Linked DNA regions of Mus musculus: region 1 is linked to region 2. The links are chromatin contacts, called in public HiChIP or PLAC-seq maps. All regions are on one chromosome and are shown on one strand. Each heading gives the region's core, a stretch centred on a gene start, on an enhancer-like site or on the middle of the called end of the contact. The rest is flanking DNA. Distances are from core to core; before and after follow the strand shown.

Region 1 (4,163 bases), core at 286-2,785, 580 kb before region 2:
TTATACCCAGAGAACAGAGGCAGTTAACTTTGTCCTGAGCTAGGCATAAGCAAACTACCACAGGTCTACACAGTGCTTCATGGCACAGAGCTCAAGAAAATGGCTTCCTTAACCAGTACTTTCCTTTTTTCTAGCCTCTCCTACATAGGCCATGCATCTCAAAAAGCAATGTTTCCTTGCCTCAGGAATTCGTATTCAAAATCTTCCCTCATCTGAAAAGGGTGTACAAGAAGCTAGGGAGGGCAACCAAGACACAAGATCACTTCAGGTAGGCATGAGCAACCCTTTTACACAGCTACTGCCGTGTCCAAGTTAGGATGTGCCCTAATCACCAAGAGAAGTGCCTCTTCACTACAGGGAGCGGGGAGGCCTTGCTTTCTTATTAGCATTCCAAAATCACAGAGAACTGTGGGTGGTGCGGGGCACCCAGCATGGATAGGCAAAGGCGAGCTTATCTCCTGGACGCTTTCACCCTTTGCTCTGCCTCTGTCCTTGGCCAAGGGCCCGCCAGTTCCTCACACTTACTTGTTACTCCACCCAGAAATGGGGCAAGGACACTGGATTAGAACTAAGTTTTGTATGACCTTGGACAAATCTTTCCAGTCACTTTTCTAAACTATAACAAGAGGACGGAGAGAGGTAAAAAGGAGGGAAATTAGATCTGCCTGCTTCATAGGGCTGGAGAGAGCATCAACTGAAATCACCCACTCACATTCCTGGATTCGGTTTTGTGGTTTGCTGCTGTGCTACAAAGCTCTCCGAAGCACGCGGTTTCCAGGTTGTCTCAAAGGCCATTAGACATCCCCACCTAACACCCCCCCACTACCCAGGGCGAGCCCGTGACCTGCCGCTTCGCCATGATGGGCAGGCGCCTCAAGTATACTCCGGTACAGCCACTGATGTCACGGGGAATCGTCCGCCAGGCGCCCTAGGCCCTCGTGGTACCCTAAAGGGTCCTGGGCGCCACAGGTGGGGCTGCTCGGACCGGAAGAACAGATTTTAGCCTAGCGGCGGCTGTGCCCTCTTTCTGGCACAGACTCTCAGACTTAACGGGGTGACCTTGACAAGCGGGTTCCCCACCCTGCGTTCACCTCCCCAGATGAAAATTCAACTGCAGAGGCCGACCGAAGTGCCCGCCTCTCGAGAGGGCCCGGGGGCTCAGGCGACCCCTAGGCCGGTGCTGGCCCAGTACGCCACACAGCGCTCGTCCCGCTCGTACCTCGCAACGCCTGCCCGCCGCGCTTCGCCTCCTCGTGGCCCGCCGGGCTCAGGTCGGCGTCGTACCAGCCGCTGAAGCGGTTCTCCAGGTTCCAGGCGCTCTCGCCATGCCGGATCAGCACCAGCTTGTAGGCAGCCATGGCGACGGGCAGAGGATGCAGCAGCAACTGAGGATCGCCGAGATTCTCTTCGCAGCCCGCCCCCCGCCCCGGTCGCGCCTGCGCACTTACAGTCTCCCGCCCCGCTTCCGCGCACTTTCTCCCCGAAATCTTTCCACTCGCTCGACAGACCGCCGCCCGCCCCGTGTGCGCATGCGCCTCAGGCAAGTTCTGCGGCCTGCTAAGGGGGGGGTGTAGTGCACCGCGGCGGCAGTGCGCATGCGTTGTACGTAGCGGTACCCGCGTGCTACCCGGCAGTCACGGAGCGCACGTAAGCAAGGAGCGCGGAGGGTGCTGGTTGCGAGCTTGAGCTCCAGGCGCCGACTGGACACGCCGCGCTTCCTCTTTAGGGATGATCAACTATCCTCTGACCAGTTCTTCAGCCCTGCCAGGCCACAGTCCCATCCCTGCGCAATTCCAATATACACCCTTTTCCTTTTAACTTGTACTTCGGACAAGTCATAAGACGTCTCAGCCTCACTTGTAAAATACTCTATAAACCTAAACGTGGGTTGTTGCTATTTCCCTTCAACAGAACATTGTTCTTTTGGGTTGTTTTGTTGTTTTTTGTTTCTAGTTTGTTGCTTTTTTTTTTTTTTTTTTTTTTTTTTTTTTTTTTTTTGAGACAGTCTCTCTGCGTAACCCTGACTGTCCTGGAACAAGTTCTGTAGACCAGGCCTAGAACTCAGAGATTTCCTGTCTCTGCCACCGAAGTGCTAGATTAAAGGCGTGGTTCATCACGCCAGTTAGAGCACAGCTTTTTTTTTTTTTTTTTTTTTTTAAGATTTATTATTTATTTTTATGTAGCTGTACAAATGGTTGTGAGCTTTCCTGTGGTTGTTGGGAATTGAATTTTTTAGGACCTCTGTTCGTCCTGGTAGGCCCAGCTCGCTCCAGTCGGCCCTGCTTGCTCTGGCCCATAAATTTATTATTTATTATTATAAAAATAATAGTACAATAATAAATATATACATATGCATTTATAACTACATATTATATAATAATAAATAATAAATATGTATTTATACATAAGGCCACTGTAGATGTCTTCAGACATGCCAGAGGAGGGCATCAGATCTCATTATGGGTGGTTGAGAGCCACCATGTGATTCTGGGATTTGAACTCAGGACCTTCAGAAGAGCAGTTAGTTACCTGCTGAGCCATCTCATGTCGCCAGCCCCAAGAGAACAGCTCTATATCCCTTTTCTTCTACTAAATGTTGATTCTGTAGCTGAGAGTGTGTGGAAGCTCCTGTGTAGGTGTACAGGCTCATGTCCTTCTGAGAAGCAAACGTTAGGCCCTTACAACATTACAAAAAGGAATGTCTGTCTCTCCTTACCCCAATTTTAGTATCCACTTGTTAGGACCAATTTCTCCTGCCCAGGCTGTGGACTCTTAGTTTATTTCCATTAAACTTCTTCATGAGCATTAAACATTAGCCAGACAGTGGCCTATTACTAAGATACTAAGATAGTGTCATGAATTCCTGTCCTTTTAGTGGAGAGCAAAATCCACATTTAAACAATTGACAACAGAACTGAGCCACTTTCTGTACTTTCGACAGAGAGCCAAGAAAAGTTTTAACATGAGATGGTCAAGTACCTACTACAGACTAAACAGAGTTAGTGCTTTTGTGCTTTATGCGTATTAACGCCTTCCCCCCCCCCCCCGTCTGTCTGTCTTTCTTTCTTTCTTTCTTTCTTTCTTTCTTTCTTTCTTTCTTCCTTCCTTTCTTTCTTTCTTTTTCTCTTACTTTCTTTCTCTCTCTCTCACTCTCTTTCTTTTCTTTCTTTCTTTCTTTCTTTCTTTCTTTCTCTCTCTCTCTCTCTTTTCTTTCTTTCTTTCTTTCTTTCTTTCTCCCCCCCCCTTCTGTTTTTTTCAGGCAGGGTTTCTTTGTACAGCCCTGGCTGTCCTGAAACTTGCTGTATAGACCAGGTTAGCCTTGAACTCCTCCTCCTGAGTACTGGGATTAAAGGCATCTAGTTTCATAATAACCTTTGAAGCAGGCACTTTTGTTCCACATACACTATAGATGAGAAAGCAGGATAGACAGACAGTCCCACTGAGGTTACAAGAACTGAGTTCAACCGTGACCGGCTGGCTCAAAAGCCACACTCTTATGCCTGTGGCACCCACAGGCTTGCTGCAATCCGTTGACCTTAAAGTTGGGGTAGAATTTGATTCACAACTTTTTTTTTTTTTTTAAATAAGATTTCACTATGTAGCTCTTAGCTGGCCTGGGTAGACCTGGAACTTACTGCATAGACCAGGCCAGCTTCAAACTCATAGAGATCCTCCTGCTGCTGCCTTGGTCCAAGTCCTGGGATTAAAGTGTAGGCCACTCTTCTACTTTACAGCCCTCAAACTGCAGAATCTCATCTCAAACTGCTGAGAGCTTCATCTTTTAAAATGAGCATAATAGACAGAGATGCATTGGTCCCAGCCGCTTGGGCTAGAGGATCAGTTCAAGGGCAGCTTTGGCTGGCTACAAGATTTCCTGTCTCTCCCCCCCCCCCCAAAAAAAAATTATAGATGAGAAACCAGAACACAAAGGCAAACTGTTCAGGGGCCTCCTCTGTGCATTGACTAGCACCCACCACCTCCTTCCTGGCACTGGGAGAAGATGCAACTCAGTATTCAGTTTGGAACAAATCTTCACAGACGGGTTCATAGTTCACAGCGCTACACAGCTAGGCCCTCCCTTCTCCCTTTAAGAGTGGTTGTGTGGGGGTGGCGGTGGGGGGCTGGAAAGATGGCTCAGTGGTTAAGAGCACTGACTGCTCTTC
Region 2 (4,218 bases), core at 18-2,517:
GAGAAGGTGACACATTGTGGGAGCCTGCTTCTTCATTTACTGGTCACCACCCTGGCCTCAGGGAGGGTGTTAAGGTTTGATAGAGGAAACTTGCTGGCCAATATTGCTTGCTGAAAGATTGCCTAAATACCCAAGCCATGTATGGCTAGCATTTTATGGTTGTCAGTCAGTCACAAGGGAGCTGTTGTGTGAGACTTCGGGATAGTCACCCTATCGTAATATTTCACAGTCCTTCCTTCTCTGATTTAAAACGGGAGGCATTTTGGATAGGTTAGAGCACCAGAATGCTTTCTCCATGGATACAAGCTCTTTGCTAAGCTTGCCACGGTGGCTTCCCAGAACCTCAGGGCATGAGAACATTGGAAATGAGAAGTGGGGGTGGGGGAATCTGACTTTCTCCTTTGCAGTTGAGACCACAAGGTGCTGGGCACAGGCTCCCAGCATCAGAGTTGTCGGTTGTATTTCAGGTTGCATTCAACTCTTAGACATGATTGATCTGGACTTCAGAGTGATTTTAAAATTAGGCATAAAAGTTGGTGTTTCTAAAGAGAAAAGAAGTTGGTGTTTCTTGGTGTCTCATGAGTCAGAATCTGTGATATTAGGCTTAGGCTTTCTGGTTTTGTGTTTGTTTTCCCATGGGACATGCCCGCTGTAGCCTGGTCCCCACCATTCTCTGATCTTCAGTTTTTATTTTTACTTTTGAGGTTTTGAGACCGTCTTTCTACATAGCCCAGGTTGGCCTTGAACTAGTGAACCCCTTTTCTTATCCTCCCCACAGCTGGGGTCACAGGTGTGTACCACCACACCTGGCCACTTCCTGGTTTTTAAATCCAGCCTGTTGTAGCCTCTTTGCAGTCACGGCTGGACTGATGTGGACATTTCTGGCTCCTCTCCCAGTGCCGTGTCTTCCCACAGGTGTGTGGTCAGACTGCCAGGTGCAGTGGGAAGGGTGTTTGGCACCCATGCGTGCTTCATCCCACTCTGTTCAAGTCTTCCTGCTCCCTCTCTGCTGCCCTCTCACTTAGGATCATCCCAGTTGCCTACACTGAGTCTGTGGGCCTAGGGTGTCTGGCCTGTGGTGGGTCCTGACTGCCTGCAGAACTGACAGGCGTTCTTTTGGGCTCCTCATGTTTCTCGGATGAGATGCAGGACCAGGAGTTTGGCAGGAAGGATGACAGCCACAGGTCATGCGAATGGTTATAGTGGCCGCAGCAGCAGCCTGGGCCACAGCCCTCTCATGTCACAAAGTCCACACTTGGAACAGCCTTCGGCATCCCTTTGTGAAGGGTTGCTATGACGACTACATAACAGTCCTGGAATGAATGACTAAGGATGATCTGTGGCTCTGGCCATAGATCTCTCCTTGCCTTTCTGGTTTTGGGGAGGGCCCAGCCCTACCGGTCTTATCTAAAATGATCTTTGCCAAGTTGAGTAAAACAAGAGACAAGTTGAGTGTCTCTTACCTAAAATGCTAAGGGCCTGAAGTGTCTCAGATTTTGAATTTGGTTAGGGAGATGTTAGATTATTTCTGTATGCACAACAGGATATGTTATAAAACAAAGTGTGTTTATATTTTATATGCACGTTATACACAGCCTGACAATAGTTTTATAGAACATGTTACTTCCCTTGCATTTGGTCTTTGACCTAAATGCAAAGTATAGAACTTTCCGCTTGTGGTATCAGGTTAGAGCATTTTGGATTTTGGAGTTTCATATTACACCCCCCCCCTTTTTTAAGTGGTTGGTTACACTTATAACATTTATGCCACTACCACACCGGTATGTCTTGTAGTCATGTGAATGTTGCAGATCACAGGGTTCATAACTGGGCGAGATTGATTGGTGATTACGTTTCTCCTCCAGTAGTGAGTGGCGCTCCTTCCATCACTGTGACTGCTAGTCAGTAGGAGTGCAGCTTCCGGCTGGGCACCAGCTTGATCTCTCTGTGTTGGATGACATGAGTGTATCTGTCTTCAGCAATAGGGTTTTAGTGTCAGGTCGTGGAAGGTAACAGTAGCATTGACAATAGCTTGCAATGGTTTGTTTTTGGTGGGGGGTAGGGGTCTGTGGGACCACTTTGGCCAATGACTCAAAAAGATGTAACCCATTTCTGGTACTTGATAGCATATGGTATCTACATGGGCATTATTTTTCCCATTGTATGATAAGACCACTAAAAGTATATGTATATGTATATATATGTATATGTATATGTGTATATATATGTATATGTATATAAAGAGCAATTTTAAGATGTTATAAAATGAAATAAACATTTGTAGTCCCTAGGTTTAAAAAATTATGAAAATAAAGAATAGACAAAGTTTTTGTCTAATCCTCGTAAAGGTTTATAAATGTTGAGTCTGTTTTCCACAAGTTCCTCCACTGGACTGATAGCCTATGGTTCTCTGCCAGCACTGGTCTATCAAGACCCCTAGACCAGACCATCTTCTCTTAGAGAGTGGGCTGAGGCTCGAGGTGCTGGGATAACCTTTGACCCAGCACCCTAAGGGATACAGGAGGGAGAGAGAGACCAGAACTTGTCTCCCACTCCAGGCAGAAACCACTGTGTATATCATTGTGAGATGCAAGCTGGACGAGAAGGTATCAACAGAAGCAGAGTTCTCTCCTGAGGATTCTCCCTCCATCCGGGTGGAAGGCACACTGGAGAATGAGTACACGGTCTCTGTGAAAGCACCAGGTGAGTGGCCCCGTGGTGACCCAGAGTGTGCTACCCAGCTGCCTTCAGAAACACTGCTGTCCTTTGGCTCTCCAGCATCACTCAGCACGGCTGAGTTGGTGTTTTAAAAGCTGTAGTTGATGTCCTGGATTACCAGTGTGGCCTCATTAAGTTGATGTTTTAAGGAGCAGAGCATCCTCGTTGCCCTGGGTTACCAGTGTGACCTCGTCATTTTCCACGTTCACGGTTGTCACATTTCCTCTTTGGTGAATCGAATCTTTGTGGTTGGTGTATTTTTAATGTTTTTCTTCACCCCTCAGAACCTCTTCCGGTGGTATAGACTCCCACCCCAGGAAGAGCACGTAGTACAGTCTGCCGCAGAGCAAGTCAGCCCATCATGGTAGGAATAAAGTGTTATCCTCCAACCACCTGCATCCTAGCCCTTGGTGACTATTGGCCTTCATACAAAGCACCTTAAGCCCTCTTTTAATTTTTTATTTATTTACTTTTTGTTCGTCAAGGCCTGCGGGATTCAGTGAAACAGGCCAGGGAGCTGGCTCAGTGGTTAAGAATGCATTTTGCTCTTTCAGAAAAACCGAGTTCGGTTCCAAGTTACACATTAGACCGCACAACTGCCTAGAACTCAGTCTCCAGAGGATCCTATGCCTCTTTCCTACATAGGCATCTGCACCCACGAGTGTTCATTCTTGCACACACACACACACACACATACACACACACAAATACTGAAAATTATGCACAACAGATGAAAATCCCTTAAAGATGCAATTGGCATCACCACGAGGACTCCTATTTGGTGTACGTATTCATACGTGCTGGCCTGTTCATCTCCTCCCAGGTCACCTCTGACACTTCCCTCCAGCCCCAGTGAGCTGCCTCAGCATTCAAATGTAGCTCTGAGCTGACTCCTTTCTGCAGGACACTTGCTCTTCCTGGCATTGACCGGTCCCTCTTATTCTGTTTAGACCTCTCCTCGGGGAATGTTTCTCTGAAGGTCTATTCTGGGGACCTGGTGGTCTGCGAAACCACCGTCAGCTATTATACCGACATGGAGGAAATTGGGAACTTACTGTCGAGTGCTGCAAATCCTGTGGAGTTTATGTGTCAGGTAAGGCTGGTAGGAGAAGACCCGAGCTTTCTGGACATGGGAATTGTACATGGGGCTATTCAGCTTTAACCTTGACTGGCAGGCGCTAGCTGGATTTGAAACCTGACCGTCTTCACTGTTTTATGTAGGCCTTTAAAATCGTGCCCTACAACACAGAGACTCTCGATAAACTGCTCACCGAGTCCCTGAAGAACAACATCCCCGCAAGTGGACTGCACCTCTTTGGGATCAACCAACTGGAAGAAGACGATATGATGACAAGTATGTCAGCGGTCATTTCAGTCGTAGATGGTGTGGCCTGCCACACAACTGGGCCATGTGATCTGGGGAGGGCATAGCTTCATCCGCCAGCACCAAGGTGAACCGAAAGACAGGATTAAACTAAGCAACACATAGGAGGATGCTGC

The links. HiChIP or PLAC-seq counts read pairs in DNA pulled down with a chosen protein or histone mark.
Region 1: a FOXA1 HiChIP or PLAC-seq map of pancreatic cancer cells shows a contact between it and region 2. The contact joins the promoter of Pgam1 here to the enhancer-like site in region 2. A contact is called at or near these places in 2 of 39 promoter capture datasets (liver and pre-B cells) and 3 of 115 datasets of contacts at active chromatin or transcription factors (bone marrow-derived dendritic cells, memory CD8 T cells and pancreatic cancer cells).

Annotation. Positions count from the first base shown.
Region 1 is chr19:41,909,243-41,913,405 of GRCm38.p6, reverse strand. Pgam1 (phosphoglycerate mutase 1) reads right to left here and starts at 1,535. Exons shown (of 4, transcript NM_023418.2): 1 at 1,220-1,535. The coding sequence starts at 1,358.
Region 2 is chr19:41,327,685-41,331,902 of GRCm38.p6, reverse strand. It overlaps Pik3ap1 (phosphoinositide-3-kinase adaptor protein 1), which reads left to right. Exons shown (of 17, transcript NM_031376.4): 4 at 2,559-2,703; 5 at 3,669-3,811; 6 at 3,940-4,072. Among named protein-coding and RNA genes, the nearest start is that of Gm52406, 47 kb to the right of the region's middle. Within about 2 kb of position 1,267, at least 50 of the 459 cell types and tissues checked have an H3K27ac peak or open chromatin away from gene starts, as enhancers often do. A contact at or near this core is called in bone marrow-derived dendritic cells and pancreatic cancer cells, where this site is marked.